Regions from separate parts of the Gossypium arboreum genome. Here region 1 is linked to region 2. A link is a contact called in public Hi-C data. All regions are on one chromosome and are shown on one strand. The core of a region is the stretch at or near the end of the contact, and the rest is flanking DNA. Distances in the headings are between cores, read along the strand shown.

Evidence for each region. Hi-C and Micro-C count contacts between places; a contact is called where the count stands out from the background.
Region 1: a contact with region 2 is called in a Hi-C map of leaf, with 2.7 times the contacts expected there. The contact joins the enhancer-like site here to the promoter of LOC108486734 in region 2. A contact is called at or near these places in 2 of 5 Hi-C or Micro-C datasets (both in leaf).

What each region holds. Positions count from the first base shown.
Region 1 is chr6:18,203,110-18,208,502 of ASM2569848v2, forward strand. It overlaps LOC108484633 (putative glucose-6-phosphate 1-epimerase), which reads right to left. Exons shown (of 9, transcript XM_053030228.1): 7 at 5,305-5,393; 8 at 5,106-5,205; 9 at 3,681-4,261. The coding sequence ends at 4,128. Among protein-coding and RNA genes, the nearest start is that of LOC108484633, 6.2 kb to the right of the region's middle. Within about 2 kb of position 4,017, at least 2 of the 2 cell types and tissues checked have an H3K27ac peak or open chromatin away from gene starts, as enhancers often do. A contact at or near this core is called in leaf, where this site is marked.
Region 2 is chr6:18,103,335-18,108,548 of ASM2569848v2, forward strand. It overlaps LOC108486734 (protein STRUBBELIG-RECEPTOR FAMILY 6-like), which reads right to left and starts at 2,076. Exons shown (of 16, transcript XM_053030020.1): 1 at 1,763-2,076; 2 at 789-921; 3 at 615-686; 4 at 460-525; 5 at 289-360; 6 at 123-194; 7 at 1-15. The coding sequence starts at 1,853.

The DNA.
Region 1 (5,393 bases), core at 2,767-5,266, 100 kb after region 2:
ACAGCACGACACAAGTTTAGGACACAAGTTTAGGACTAAGCAAGATCAAGATAGTGAATGAGAGATTTTCATATAAAACATTCTTTTCTTTTCTTTTTTAATAATTTGGGATGGGATGAAATTATTAGAGATTGAGTTCATGTCTCATACCTCACAACATAGTACTCTTGTCACTAAATTACGAGGTTGTTGGCTCAAATCAAAAATTAATAATTACAAAATTGGGGGATCACTAGACATGTTTTATAAACCGAACTGGTAGTCTAATCGATGAGGCCACCGATTCTCCAGTTCAACCGGTTCAACCAGTCTAATCGGTTCAATTAAAAAATTCTTAAAATTTAAAAAAATAAAAAATAAAAACAAATATGATTCAATTGGTTTTTAATCTGCTCAAATAGTTTGTATTGATCCCTGGTCTAACCAGCTCAAAAGCACTCTCTAAATTGATATCTTAACTACTTCTCAATTTAACTAATTCAACCGACCAATCCAATTCGAATAACACTACAGATTAGTTTTTACTCTTAGTAATTTTGCATGCTAAGATTAGGCATAGTTAATGCATCTTGTATCACAGTAATACTTGCATTTTTTATTATTTTTATTATTTAGCAAAAAGTTATTCCATTTAATTAATCAGTAATTATTATTAAATATAATTAAAATATATAAAATATTAGCAATAAGTGTTTGGTGCAATGGTAAAGGCACGTTGCATTTTGAAGGAAAAAACGTATGTTCAAATCTTAGAGACGACATTACTAAAAGGACAATTATGAATCCCAAACATAAACAATAAAATAGACATAAAGAATATTAAAAGAATACATAATATATTTTAAAAGCTAACAAAAAAAGGACATAAATATGCACACATATATATTAATCAAATAAATTTATAATTAATTTGAAGGGATCATTAAATTGTATATTTCTATTTGTATGATTCTAACCTACACTTATGCATTAGGTTGATTATTTGTTTGTGTTAAATTACGAATACAAAATTGAAAGTTATAATATGCTCTAAGTTAATATTCACTTCGTACATTTATAATTTAGTTCCCCACTTTAATTTTTAGAAATTTAATTCTTCTATTTTTCATATTTAAAAATTCAAGTCTAGTAATTACCACCATTAAATTTCTTCTATTAATTTTTTAGAGTGAGAATTTGAAATTTTATTAAAAAATCAATAACGTTAAAAATGCTAATTAGGATTGTTTTTAAGAAAAACACTCATTTGAACTCGCCATGATAATATAATTCTTTCTATTGAAATAGTGTTCTTAAGAAAATTAACATTACCATTTTGATTGAAATACTTAATAACTATTCAGACTAACTAATGACATTATAAAGTGAAGAAACCAAATTATGTTAAAATTTTAAATAATAGATTTAATATTATTTTTAAGCATAGACTAAGAGCTAAAATTTAAATTTGATCATTGTTTTATAATGTAAAAAAGAAAAAGCAACACAAACCTAATAGAAATGGAAAGCTACTTGACATTGTCTAAGACTAGTAAATATTCAATTATGTATAACCACGTAATATTTTAATAAAAAATTAATGATGTTAAATATTTAAGTTAATTAATAACATAATAAATATATAGGAACCATATTATGTTTACTATAAGATAATAGTAAAATTGCAGTCTTGATCTCTTTACTATGCTCATGTTTGAGATTTAGTCTTTGTATTTTAATCGATATAATTTGGTCCTCTATTTTTATCTTTGGCATTAGTTAGCCCAAACAACTAAAATTCTTAACTATTCCGATTTAAAATGATGACATAAATTTATTTTTAGAACAACTTTCTAATACAAAAGTAATATTTTTATGCATGAAGTTGAAATGAGTATTTTAATAAAAAATTGTAATTAATATTTTAACCGAAATAATTAATGGTACAAAACTATTTCGACTAACTATGATATCATGTATGTATAAGAATCAAATTATATAGAATTAAAGTATATATATTAAATCTTGAATTTAAACATTAGAGATCAAAATCAAACATTAGAGATCAAAATCATAATTTGATCTAAAACAATCTATATGTTCACTTGAAAGGAAAATGAGAATAACAAACTAATAGGTTAATGTTAGAATTGTCCTTGAACTTTCATTCAATGTATAATGTGGTATTTAAAAAAAAAAAAAAAGAAAAGAAAAGGAAAATCTAATATCGTACCTATATTATGTTGCCATGGATCAATGTACCCCAAAGCTTTAACATTGTTTAATTTACACACAGACTCGACAAACAACGAATAAATGAATGAGAGATGTTATATAATTGGTTTTGGATTTTGATTATAATTCTTTTCCCTTAAATTTTCGACAAAAAAGTTTTATTTGTTTTCAATTTTTGTTTGTTTCTTAAAAAAAGTAAAACAAAATAAAATTATTAAATTTAATTATGTAAAATTATATTTAAAACCCAAAACAAATTGTATAATGACACATAGTATTCTTTTATGTAATGTTGCCAAGTAAATGTGTAAATTAAACTATGTTAAGAATTTGGGGTAGATCTGTTTATGGATTGAGCCATTTGGTCTATAAGCTTGTTTAAAAAGTGAAAGAGTTTGGATAAAAATATTGGCCCGAAAAATGAGTTTAGGCAAAAAAAAAAACTTATTTAGAAAACGGATCAAACCTCAAGTAAGGTTTTTTTAGATCTAAGCTCGGCCTGATCTGAATTTGCAAAAAGAAAAAATATGTTGTTTTCTCACTATTTTGTTGACATTTCACTATTATGTTACTATTTTGTTGTTATTATCTAAATATTGTATAACTCTTATTTTATTGTTAATTTTGCTACTATTTTAATATTATTTAAGTATAAAGTTTTTAAAATTTAATTTTAATTTATTGAGAAACATTTATTTTAATTTTTAATATTTTTAATGTATTATATATATTTTTAAAATTAAAAAAATTAATATGGGTGGGTCGATCAAGGCTCGAGTTTTAACATTTTTATCCGCATCGGGCTTGGGAAAAAATTTAAGCTCATTTTTCGGGTTGAAAACAAAAAAATTTGTCAATATCTGACTCGACCCATGAATAGGTCTACTTTGAGGTACACTGGTACATGATAGAATAGTACAGGGACCATATTAGGTATTTTCCTCGTAAAGGTACCAAATTAGACATTAGAGGGAAGTTTAGGGGTCAACTGTAACGTTAACCCTAACTAATTAACCATAAGCAAAATAAACAGGACCCTTTGAGTTTTGACATGTGAGACACGTGTGTAGTAATGGATATTGGCTTAGAGATCAGATTAGGGTCATGTAAAGTTCCTCCTTCATTATTCCAAAGAGAGCTAAAATTGTTGGTTCTGGTTTGAAATTAAAGCCCGGAGAATCTCTAAAAGAGGCATGAGTTTACGCGTGTTGTTCTTGTTTTTTTTGCAGATACGTGCCTAGAAACTTTTCTAGTTCTTTTATTGATCCCACATCACAGGATATTGTATTCATATTATATTTATATTTTAGGGAATGTATTCATTTATTCGGTTGTAAAATTAAGTGGTTTCCTACTTTTTCATATCTTTTTTATATAATTAATATTTTAATAATTCAATCGTTAAAATATTAGTATGATGAAATGAGGAAGATAATCTTAAGTTTTATCTCGTGGATCCTTGTCCATTTTGTAAATATACTTGGAAGATCTCACTATATTAGAAACATTGCAGTGGAGTTTACAACCGTACTACCATATATCTGAAAAGGGCAACTGCCCAGCAAAGCAAAGATATGGATTCCATCGAAATACCAAGTTCTTCTATAATCTCACAAATAGAAGCGAAGGATTTTATATGAATCGCTTCTACAATTTTAGTATTACATAAGAAAATGGACTTCCAGATGCAATAAAGAAATATTTACTAGCAACTAAAAACCCTAAATGAATCAAATAAGAGGCTAGTAATGAAACACCCAGAGAAGCAGAATTTGCAAAATTACCATACCTTTCATATGAAACCCTTGGCACAAGAGAATTTGGAGTTAAATGCTTGGGTAATTGGCTGCGAAAACCGGATTGCGGTCTTTAAACTGTACAAGAGATGCCGCAGAAAAGGGCGAGTAATGTATTCAACCACTAAGAAGTAGCCTTCGAGGGTCGAGTTGTTCACTACAGTAACTGGAAGGAACAGCTGAAATCTCCTGCCTTCCTTTCCACTCTTCCCCAGGTTTCAAGGTAATGGGCTCCTCCACACAGGCAGCCTCTACACACAGCATATGCATGTACTCATTATCACCAAAATCCGCCATTGCCTTTGCTTTCTTATCCCACGGATTCCACACCACTGAAAATCAATCATTAACTTACACATCTAACCATGATTTACATACATGCTTACCTGATTATGTAAAATGAATCATTAAGTTGCATAGCTCATCTATTTATTACAACTAAAACGAATGCAGGCTGTGTCGTTTGTAATAAATACAATATTATAGTTCAAGTAGAGCTACAAATGGAAAAAATATAAGCCTTCAAACCTTCATTTGTATGGCAGACATATGACTATAGCTCAAGAAGGCATCAAATGAAAGCTTTCTTGAATAAGTACAGAACTAGATGACAATTTTATATTAACATCGCACATGACTCGATTTTTGAAGCCCCCCGACTGTGATGCAAGGGATAACTGGTTGTCTCTCGGTATATACATTTCAGGTCGAATTTTCCTCCACATACCATTTAGAGAAACCTTGCCTCTAGACAGACTGAAAGAACAGAACTATTTTTCAAAGGGAATTCTTAATAGAGGTCGATTTGTTGGAAGGGAAGGATGTCATTGAAAACAATACTGTAAATTGGAAATAAAGTAATAAATAGATTTTTGGTAAAACATAAAGCTGAGTAGATCACCCTACATATGTTATATTTAATTGCTCCAAAAAAAAAGAAAAAGAAAATGTCAACTGATATAACTTCCAAGATGAAGCATGGACAAGAGATTAAATTGTTTTATCTCTAACTATAGTACACTTTCCTTCATAACCTAACTAGATGGCTCTAAATTAATGTGTTAGTGTAATAGTGTATAGAGATTATAAACTCACCAGCATCTGGAAGTCCATACTTTCGCAATTCAAATGTTCGTTTCCTTTCATGGTCCAGGATGGCAATTTTTGTTGGTGTACTGAGGTATACTTTATCCACCTTTTTCATCAACAAGACAGTAGACATAAAACCATAAATATAAATTAGAATTAAAAAGATAGGGAAGGCATACGCTTGCTTATAATAGTTGACACTTACTTCTGATTCAAATGTTATTGCATCCTCTTGTTCTGTGAACCGCTCTCCGTTCTTCAAGTTATCCAAATAATCCAATGTCTCTAGTCCTT
Region 2 (5,214 bases), core at 826-3,325:
TTGAAAGAGAGATCCCTGAAGCAAAGAATAAAGATAACTGTTAGCTCAGTGTTAAATTAACTTAAAGATAGGCATCTACGGAAAACAACATAATCTGAATGGTGGTAGGAAGAACATTTTACAATGTAGAGAGGGAAGAAAGTGGTCCAAACATGTCACTCAATTGGTTCTGCAACTGGTTATGTGCAAGATTTCTGCATTTCCAGAAATAGAAAAGAAAAAAGAGTGCATCAATTTAAATTTCTACAGACCTTGTGTCAACAATTGAATATTTGGAACACTACTTACAGGTATTGAAGAGAATGCATCTGATTTATGGAATAAGGGACACTTCCAGTAAATTGATTAAATGCAAGATTTCTGCAGACAAGTGAACATTATATTATATAAAAATCGTTAAAAAATAAGAAAAGAAACAGAAGAAATAGGAAAGGAAACAAATACAAGTTTGAAACATACAATCGCTGCAAGTTTTGAGGAATATCATATGGTATATCACCTGCAAGATTGTTATTGCTCAAGTCCCTGCAGATTCGATCAAATATCACTATAAATACTACCTTATAGATGTAAGAAAAGAAAACCAATCCACTACTAAAGATTAGATTTCCTACAGTTCCTTCAATGATGTCAAACTTTGAAGGCTGTAACCCATTGACCCGGAAAGTGCGAGATTTGACAGCTTACTGAAAAAAAAAAAAAAAAAAAAGGCAAATAGAAGAATAGTTAGCATCAGCTGATTTAAGATATCTCAAAGGAAAAAAGAAAAAAAAAAAAAAGAAGATTACATTTCAGTGACACGTTGGTCTGAGCAAGTAACACCTTTCCAGGACTGCCCACATGGATCACCATTGTTAGCGGTCCACCCAGTTAGCTGCTGTGGTGAATTTAAACTGCTGAACATAACCCCTAGGGCAGAAGCTGCAAATCAAACATCCAACAAGGAGAGTAGTTTTAATCACAAGTATTAAATTCTTCCACTTCTCGGTTGCAAACGTTCATGGAAACCAATTCATTACAATCACTCATATGGACTACTGTGCTTCCATGCACACAATGTACGTTTAACAAATTTATCTTTCTAGTAAATATATATTTAGCCATCCTTCAAGTGATTACTGACCTAGCTATTAATGAGCAAAATGGTAAGTCAGAAATTTAGCCAAAGCTACAGGAACCGCATCAAAACAGGGAATTTTGACATACAAATACAAGAGCTCTTTTTGGTCTTCATAATGCAGTCTTAACAAATAGTTAATTTGGGCTAATGCTATATCCATGCTTATACTGATGGTAAGGCAAGATAGCCATGAGTCCACAAGCATGGAAAAAAAATTGTATTAACACCCAGCAAGAGAAGTGGGGAGAAAGATTAGCTTGTTCCAGAAAGAAGCACTTCAGAGAAGAGTCAAAAAGATTAGAAATTTCGTCCAGGAATATATATCCTACAAACTTACGAGTAGAATTGAATTCAGAACTGAAATCCTAAACTTCCCATTCTTATCTCCATAATCTAACAAAACCCACCTTTGAAAGCAAGGTGAAAACTTTGCAAATAATAAACAAAACTGACGAAGTTTTAGCAAGAAAAAGGCAATGCAATCAAGTAAGTTCGTTTTAAGCCACAATCACCTAAAAGCAGATAAAGAACCAAAAAAGAAACACCACAGATGATACAGATTCGGCAAGAAAAGGTAGCCATATGCAGAATATAGAAATCTTAAAAAATATGGAGAAAAGGCAAAGGGAAAGTAACACAAACCATCTCCTTGATCTGTAGCAGCATTTGCACATCCCAAAATGCAGACTGTAAGCAGCACCAAAACCAAACCTTTTCTCCAAATTTCTGCCATCTCTCTCCAAAATGCTCACTTACCAGTTCCCACTAACCAGAAATGATTTTGGGTTTATGCTTACTCTTCGTTCCTTTTTTTTTTTCTAAATGATAATCTTTATTTTTTTTAACTCTAAAGAATTTATATTTATTTAGCCACTATAACTAAGTAAAAGCTAGCAGACACGACTTAACCAGTAGAATCCAAATCCCACAAAAGTTAAATATTTTTACATTGAACGGCCCTTGTCTATAACACGAATTACCATTTTTAATTCAATAAATGTTACATAAAATAATTTTTAATCAATAATTAAATAATTCTTAATTTGTTTCCTTACTTATCAATTAAATTAACTTTTTTACATATATAAACATCACAAATTCCTTTCCTTTTCTTTTCTTTTTTATAATTTGTTTCTTTTAATGTAACTTGCACTGATAAGAAAATGAAAATGCAAGGAGTCGCTTACACTTTTAGTAGGTGTATCTAGCTTTGATAATTGTCATTTCTTTCATTTAAAATGCTACCACTGCTTTGATTCATATGCCACTGCTAAAATTTTCCAATAATAAAATAGCATTCCTAACTTTCACAAGGCTTATATGTTTTTGTTTTTAAAATTTACATTATTATATTTTAGAATATGACAGTTTAAGGTTGCGCCATATTATTACATAAAAATTTAAATTTTTTTAAATTTAGATGATAATATGATATAACTTAGATTAAATATTACTTTTATCTTTTTGTAATCATTATACCATTACTACCCATTGATTTTTGGGGTTTCAAAACCACTCCATTGTCTTGCTTTTTGTTTTTGACAGATGTAAATTATGTGATCATAATTTTCGCATAGTTTCAGTTTAGAGCGTCAATTTCGGCTTAGATTCTTAAGCAATGAAAGGGTTGATAGGCTTTTGGGTTTCAGGCTGACGACTAGACTGTGACATTTTGAAAGGAGTGAGTAGCACTGTCAGACCCAAACTTGTTTGCATCTGCAATGGAAAATTACAGGCTTACAATCCGTGATTCCACCGCCAAATGTTCGACTTTTTATTTTTCCTTTTTAAAATCATTTTAACATTTGTGTTATAGAGAGTATTAACAGTAAAAGTAGCATAAATTTTCTTATAGTATATTTTAATTTTATTAAAAAAATTAAAATAATTAATTTTATAGATGAGTGAATAAAATAGTGCTTATGTTAAAATTTGATGTTTATATAAAGTATAATAATAAATTTAGCCATCAACCTTTACATATTTATTCAATTTAATTCATATTCTTTTATTAAAATTAAAATTTTGAACTAATAAGGCTAAATAGTAAAAAGGCCTTAGTAATAAATTAAAATTAATCAATTCAGCCCTTTTAAAATTTAAATATTATTTAAAAATCATAAAATTATAAAAATTTATAAAAATTATAAAAATTTAAAATTATAAATTTTTGTTAAAAATAATAATACCAACCCAATAAAAGAGTAGGGTCAATTTTTTAAAATACTATAACCATTAGATTTTAATGGGTTGAAATTGTTATTTTAATATAAGTTTTATAATTTTATAATTTTATAATTTTTATGATTTTAATAATTTTTAAATTTAAATGGGCTTAATTGATTTTTTAATTTGTTATTAATGCCTTTTGACCTTTAGCCTTATTAGTTTCAAAAATTTCTAATTTACTTCAAAAAAGAATAGGGTTGTAACACGAGGTTTGTGCAAGTATACACAATCATTATCAAGTAATAAGTAAGTATTGAGTTATTATCTCCACAGATATTGTATTTGTGTTAAATCACTTGATTGTAAAATTATTCTTAACAATTTGGTAAATAAAAACACAATATGGTTGAGAAGTGATAATTAAAATTAAATATATTAAACTAAATGCAATGATCCTTAATGCAAATTATCCTAAGTATGCAAACTATACGAATGGGATAGATTTTAGCAAGATTAAACACAATTTGCAACAATTATAACATAAATAAACTAGGACAATTACTTTAATTAAACTCAATTTATTATCAACATGCTTAATAACATTCGGAAAAATATTCCATGGAATCTCGATCTTTCATGAGTTTGAAAACCACATTAGGTCCTTTCGGAATCCTTTACTTAGTAAATATGCATTTTACTGATCCATATTTACTAGGGGTTTCTTAGCATTCGTGAGAGGTAACAGGAACATGTTAGGTTTGAAACAATTTAATCACACAAATCTAAAAACTATGTAGATAATAGAGCTTGGTTAGAGTTGTTATGTGACCTGTAATTTAATAGGGTTAGGATCTAAATTGAGCATGCACATTTCAATTATGTGTCCACTTGCAGTCGTCTGGTTAGGATCACTCAACTAATTCAGATGCATTTCAATCACGTATGAACGAAATGCAGACTTGATTTTAATTAAAAACATGATTGATTGAGGCACAAACATTATAAGCATGAATTAAATAAATATTATTTAATCAAAGCAATCATCCTAGCTTAAATAAAATTAAGCTAACATTGTTGTAAACAAGAACAAAGAACACATAGCAAACATTTTCATATTAAATTAAAGAAAAGAAAGATTAAACCCAAATTAGAGTGGCTGTCACCCAAGACTCTGACTGATGAGGCTCCTTCACTCATTAGCTTTGCTCCTTTGGTAATGGCTCTCCAAGGTGGCCGACCAAAGGCTTTTTAAGAGGCTTAATTGCTAAAATCTCTATGAAGAGATGATGCTAAGTGTGGGGAATGGAAAATGCTAAAAAGAATTGAGAGAGAAGAGAACGATGAGGGATAATGGATGAGGGATCAAATGAGGTCTTATTTATAGGTGAAGAAAGGAGGTTAGTTTGCTAAAAATAGAGAGGTTTAGTCTCTTCAAGCTTTTCCAATGAGTGGCTGACCATGCTTAGTGGATTTGAGTTGAATTTTGCTTGATTTTTAAGCAATTTAAATGGCATAACAACTTCGAACTGAGACTCGGTCAAATGTAAATCTTTGGGCAAATCTCTAATTTCTTCAACATTGCAAGGACCTTGTGTAATTGAACCAAAAAGCGGTTTATGTGTACAGCCATGTGTAGCCAAATTTGGGTTGACTTGGTCTTCAATTTGGACGAGTTTTTTTTTTTTTTTATAATCTAGCAAAACTATTTGACCTGTCCAGAATAAATAGATAAATTAAAGGACCAAAGAACAAAATTTATCCAATTTAAATAATTAATTCAAACTCAAATTATTAATGAAATATTTTAAAATGAATTATTAAAAATAATTTTATATTTTATTATTTAATTTAATCATGAATGACCCATTTTATGTCTTAAAAATATAATATGTTCAAATAAATATAAAATAAGTCATTTTATGCAT